2 separate regions of the Sus scrofa genome follow, and region 1 is linked to region 2. The links are chromatin contacts, called in public HiChIP or PLAC-seq maps. All regions are on one chromosome and are shown on one strand. The core of a region is the stretch at or near the end of the contact, and the rest is flanking DNA. Distances in the headings are between cores, read along the strand shown.

What was found. HiChIP or PLAC-seq counts read pairs in DNA pulled down with a chosen protein or histone mark.
Region 1: an H3K27ac HiChIP or PLAC-seq map of skeletal muscle shows a contact between it and region 2. The contact joins the promoter of UAP1 here to the promoter of HSD17B7 in region 2. A contact is called at or near these places in 3 of 5 promoter capture datasets (fetal liver, fetal skeletal muscle and liver) and 2 of 2 datasets of contacts at active chromatin or transcription factors (alveolar macrophages and skeletal muscle).

Annotation. Positions count from the first base shown.
Region 1 is chr4:87,992,369-87,995,380 of Sscrofa11.1, reverse strand. It overlaps UAP1 (UDP-N-acetylhexosamine pyrophosphorylase), which reads left to right and starts at 1,349. Exons shown (of 10, transcript XM_001928643.6): 1 at 1,349-1,600.
Region 2 is chr4:87,741,562-87,744,520 of Sscrofa11.1, reverse strand. HSD17B7 (hydroxysteroid (17-beta) dehydrogenase 7) reads left to right here and starts at 1,606. Exons shown (of 9, transcript NM_001185137.1): 1 at 1,606-1,640. The coding sequence starts at 1,606.

The DNA.
Region 1 (3,012 bases), core at 100-2,599, 250 kb before region 2:
AGAACTCACATAAAATAATTAAAATTTATTTAGTATTTACTCTGTTCTACATTCTTTTCTTATATTCATTGGTTTAATCCTCATAACAACCCAAAGGGACCATTTTTATTACTATCTGTGTTTTACAGATAAGAAAACTGATGCCTAAGAGTTAACTTACCAAAGATACCAAGCAATAAAGAAGCTGCAGTTCTGTCTTAAGATCCCATGCTTATAACCACTATACTATAAATTTTTCAAACAAATAGATGACATTCTGAGATCATGTAAGATAGAGTATTCAACCTTCCGAATGTGTATCTACAATCATTACTTAGCCAGTGTAAATTTTTCTGTTAACTTAGTGCAGTGCATGATTTTGAAATTGCTGAAAAAAATTAAAAGGCCCTTGCGCTAAAGAAGAAAGAAGACAGGCACCTAAAATGCCTGAAATTCTTTTTAGGTATTTTGTTAAATCTAGATGTTTTTGGTATTTCAACATATTGGACATATTGCAAAAACTGTGCCAAGTGCTATGTAACTTTTAACATAAACACAGCTTTTAAAGGTACAGGGCCGAGCACATAATCTGCATGCGCACTTCCACACAAGGTAATATGTATACAGGCAATTATAAACAGTGGCACTGCAATGGCCTTGGAGGTCAAGCAGTCCAACCACCATTTTCGTATCAAATGCTGATGCCCAAGGAGGTTAAGTTCACAGTCCTGCAAAGCTTACACCTGGCTTCAGTCTCACAGACTCGGTTTTCATTTCATCAGGTTACCTAATACATTTGCTTGCATTTCCTCTGTTGTTTATTTTGTGCCTCACGTGCTTAAGACCTGAAACACCATAAAACAGAAAGACGATGGGGCCCCGCCTATCTGGCCAAGTCAATAGCTAGCCCAAGGTCAGAGGGCAGGCCCGGTCCACCCTCCGGGTTCTGCGCTGGGATGTCCGCCGCCCCTCTTTCGCAACTTTCGGTGTGGGCGATCGGAAATCCGCCACCCGATGACACAGCTCTCCACCCCACTTCGCGGTCCGTTTCTGGAAAGGTGGGACGTCCTGAGCCGCGGTGCCAAGAGGCCGAGGGACGTCACCTCGCGGTACCACACCGTGACGTCAGGGCTCTTAGGACCCGCTCACGATACCTAAGTGGGGCTCCGGCGTCGCCCCTCCCAGCCGACGCAAAAGACACCCCTCCGGGACCAGGAGGGAGCTCGCGGGGTAGGGAGGGGAGGGCGGGAACGGGGCGGCCTGCAGACTGGACCCCTGAGCTATCCCTATTGGACCGGAGAATGAGTGACGCGAGAGGTCCCGCCTCTCCTCGCCCCGCCCCGGCGCCCCTCTCGGCGCGGGCCTAGTGCTTGCGTTCTGGGCGCTGACGTGTCGGGGCGGGTGACTTCGGCTCCTCCCCGTGCGGGCAGCCACTCGTCGCGGCGACAGAGGGGCGGGGTGGCCGGGGCCGGCGCTCCCCCTGGCCCCTGCTCCCGGCCCGCCCCGCCGCCCCGGCCCCCCGGATGAGGGTATATATTCGGAGCGGGCGCGGGAGGCCGATGAGTGGCCGCGCCGAAGGAGCCAGAGCCGGGCGGAGCAGCGGTCGGTCGCGCCGAGGGAGGTGAGGGGCTCCCAGCCCAGTGGCTATCTCTTTCTCCCCGCCACCCTGGAGGAGACGGCTGGACCGGGTCGGGTGGGGGCTTGGTGCAGCCACGCACACGCTTCCACGGCCACGCGCACAGACGTGGACACGCGGCGCGCCTACGTGCTCTGAGCCAACAGCCTGGCACACGCCAAGGAGCCCGCCTGCCCACCCACACCACTCCCCGCATGCCCATCTGCGTTTCTCAACCTTGGCAATCCGCTGGGAGTGCTGGGATGCGGGCGCCCGGATGGCCTGGGGGCTTTGGGGAGGGGGTTTGGGGCAGTGTCTGGATTAGGGGTTTGCCAAGCGGTTGGGAGTGGGGCCTCACCTGGACTGGGATAGGGGCCTTGAGGCTCTCATGCTAGGGCCTTGTGGACAGTTATGCCCAGCTTGGGGGTGGGGTGCCACAGTGGGGACCGGTCGTTGGAACTGTCCGGTGGAAGCGAGTTGGGGTGTCTTGAATACATGAGGAAAATAATCCGAAAGCGTTTGCAGTAAGGATTGGTGATAACCTGTGGGGGACGTGAGAGTGGGACAAAACCTGTTTGCCACTTTTGTTTTGATTTGGTAAGGGGAGAGGGTTGAAATATCTGGTTTTCCCTTGCCGTGACCAAGCAGAAGAATGGGCTTGAAGGGTTGAGAGCAACATGTTCTGAACATATGGCTTCCTGAGGATTTTATTAAGTTTGGCCTGACGCTATGCTATATTTATTTGTACATGGAGTATGAAATCTGAAATCAAGTAATAATGATTATGATAATAGTTATATATGATTATGTAGTGCCTTTCCTTTAAGTCCTTTCAGGTGAAATGCACTAGGTGTGGGCTGTGTTCGCAGGAAACTGGAGGTAGTTTATATTCTTTCACTATTACTGAGTTGGCTTATTTAGCTGGGGCTGAAAAAGACTTCATTGTAAATGCTCCTCCCCAAGACTACTTTTCAAAAGCTCTAAGAGGTTTACATATCAGTTGTGGGGGGAGGAACATAATATTTCAACAGAGATGAGGGTAGGAGACCAGAAAAGGAGGGGGGAAATACTGAATTTCTTTTATACTGGAATTTAAATTCTAATAACAGTATATTTGATAATGGGGGACTATTAACAAATATGCCATTGATTTTTTATGCAGATGCATTAGGCTATGGGCATATAGCAAGTTCTGTCATAATTTCTAGATCTTCAGCTTTTTCAGACGTTGGTTGTTAAAAATCCTAGCCTAATTCTCCGATTCACTATTCTTATCATTATACACATGCACACATTTCTTGTCAGAATTAATGGGGAAAATGGTACTATTTTCACGGCATGGAAGTGATTACATCTGTTTCATCCTGTAAAGTTTCCTCTCCTACTTGTCCTGTACGTTTCCTTCCTTTCTCCATTTC
Region 2 (2,959 bases), core at 357-2,856:
GAAGAATGTCCAGGTTGTCCCTGGTAACCAAGGAGCCCTTCTGACATCATGTCTGCAATTACTGATATTCTCCTTCTCTCCTGTGAAGCAAAAATTGCTGCCAGTGTCCTGCCTGCTGTTGGCCATACCCAGTGGGATGTCACTCCAGGATCTTTGCCTCTGACATGTAAGATTCCCCATATAATAAATCATTGATGCCTCTGTTGCTGACTTATGGTTCTTTCCTCTATCTAGTGACTGGGCAGTTGAAAGGATTGCAAGACTGCAGCCCTGTATGAAGTTTATTTTAGGACTTTCAGAAAATATTGTTAAATTGTGGTCTCTTCACAACAGTTGAAAATGGCATAAGGATAGGAGCTGAGTTCCACCCAAATAATAAAGTATTAATGATTTAGAAATCAAATCTTTAATAATCACATTTATTCTTTCAATCTAATTTTATTGGTATGAGTTATCTAATTCTAAACTAATATCAAATTAATCAAAAGCTCTAGGATATTCAAAAGCCAATATAAATGTCCTGTCTTACATCTTTCAGAGAACAGTACTATTCAAAAAGAAAACTTTGAAAGAGGCTATGAAGTAAAGTATGTTCCATAGTTTGATACATGCAGTAGTGTTCCTTAGTGTGGGCCTGGATTGGTGACAGTCCCACACTAAGGACTGTTACCAGTCCACGATAAATCCAGAAACCTAAACATTAGAAACTTTTTTAACAGTTTGGCAGAGTACTCTTTTTGCTTTTTCTTTTTACAGCGACATCTGTGGCATATGGAAGCTCACATTCTCCCAGAGACAAGGGCGGGTCCTTAACCTGATGAGCTACAAGAACTTCTGGCAGAGTACTCAAGTCTGTTGAATCTAATTAAAAAAAAAAAAAAAATGAGGCTTGTATTTTGTATGCCTTTTTCTTTCATTTTCTAGGGATTTATTTTTATTGTATATTCCAAAAGTACCTATCTGGGATGGCTTGGAAAAACGAAGAGGGTCCTTCAGCACAAAGAGTAGGAGGCACATTAAATAGGAGACTACAGTATACGACCCACTATCTCCTATGGAATCCGAGAGTCTCTGATTCCACATCATATTCCAAGTTTTGGAAATTGGTAATTCATGCATGAATAAAATAATAAAATAAAATAAGGAGCTCTGGTGCAAATATCCTGAGTTCCTGCGGTGAAGTGCCAATCCTAGGGGACAGGGTATGGTCCCTATGCGCTCCTGGTACCAGCGCTCCTATGCCCCCGACTGGACGCAATTCCCAACCACGCAAACGCCAAAGGCCTCCGGCGCGTGTAAGGTCATGGGCGGGACACCTCCGCCCAAGAGGGGCGGGGAGAGCCCGGATTGGCTCGGGCCTTGTGCGACACGAGGCTCCACCCCTCGGCCTATCTCACTCCATCCCCGCCCAGGAGCCGGGAGCCAAAGGCTGGCTGCGACTGAGAAAGGGCCCAGCGGAGTCGATGACGCAAAAGGGAGGTGGGGCCTCGTCAGTCCCTGATTGAAGGGCTGGGGGCGTGGCCTGGGCGGGGCGTGGGTCAAAAGGGCTTCCGAGAAGCTTTGCCGGATGCCTGCTTGGCTTGCGCTGCATTGGTGTGTGAGACGATGCGGAAGGTGGTACTGATCACCGGGGCTAGCAGGTAAGGTCTTTGGTTGCCTGTCGGCTGGGCGGGGGTCTGAGGGAACAGGAAGTATCGCGCCGCGATGACTCGCCCCTGACCGTCCCGGGAGCTCCCTTCTCTTACCTTGCCTCTGTGGGGACTCTGACTGAGACCCTGTCCCATTCTCTCCTGGGTCCTCCACTGCATGGGATACCAGGCGTTCCGGCCTCTTGAAGTGCTCAGTATCTGGTGCTTTGCATTAAATATGACAGCAGAAAGAAAATAGAACGCCACTAAGACATGCGTGTTTCTGTGATGATCCTGTTCATATCCAGGAAAACGGCGCTTCCCACGCAGACCTCGCCCCCTTCCGACTTTCCCATCACTTTTTACCATCAGTGCCTGGGCATTTTGCCTGTGACCAGGTGGCTGTATCACTCCAGGTGTTTTATCTGTGCAGGACTTCCGACCCTAGATAAATTTCAAGGTCCATGAACATTAGAACAGTGGGGGGAGAAAATCACATTCCATGTGCAGATCTAAAAATGTAGTATATTTCTCCAGGAACTCAGAGAAAAGGAACTTTTTCCTGTTAAGGCATGGAAGAAGTGCAAGTAACCATTACTGCCAGTGAGTGATTACTCCAAGGTTGGTCATTTGCATTTCAGTGAAAAAGTGTGTGGAGGATGAAACTAACCAAACCACATTCGTTGTTGTTGCTTTTGGAGTTTTGAGGGAATTAAGACTGAAGCTATGTTAAATGGTATTTAAAATTAGTTCGAAATTATGTCTGAGCTGGTTACAAACCCAACACAATGTCCATGAGGATGTGGGTTCAGTTCTGGTCAGTGGGTTAAGGATCCTGCTGAGGCTTGGACAGAAGATGTGGCTCAGATCCACTGTTGCCCTGGCTGTGGCATAGGCCTGCAGCTGCATCTCCCATTCAACCCTTAGCCTGGGAACTTCCATATGCCACAGGTGTGGCCATAAAAAAAAAAAAAAAAAAAGTAAATACATAAAATTAGTTTATTTTTACTTATCTAGCCACTTCCATGTTAACTAAGCCAAACCTGGTAGGTGTCTGTGATGTACAGAATTTTAGTGTGTCTTCTCTCTTGAGTGATCTTAACACCTGGTATGGTGCTTCCTATGTTGAAGTTGCTCAAATAAGTCAGAATTGATTTTGTGTGTTTGCTTCATTTGTATATATTATGTGTAAATATACACTTATAGTAAAGGCCTGTTCTTAAATGAGAGTGAATAAAAATATATTTGATCCTCTGTTTGGAGGGCCAACTGATTGCTGATGGTGCTAGGCCCTTTGCCTGGATCAGCTTACGTTTTGGAAGAAAACTCAT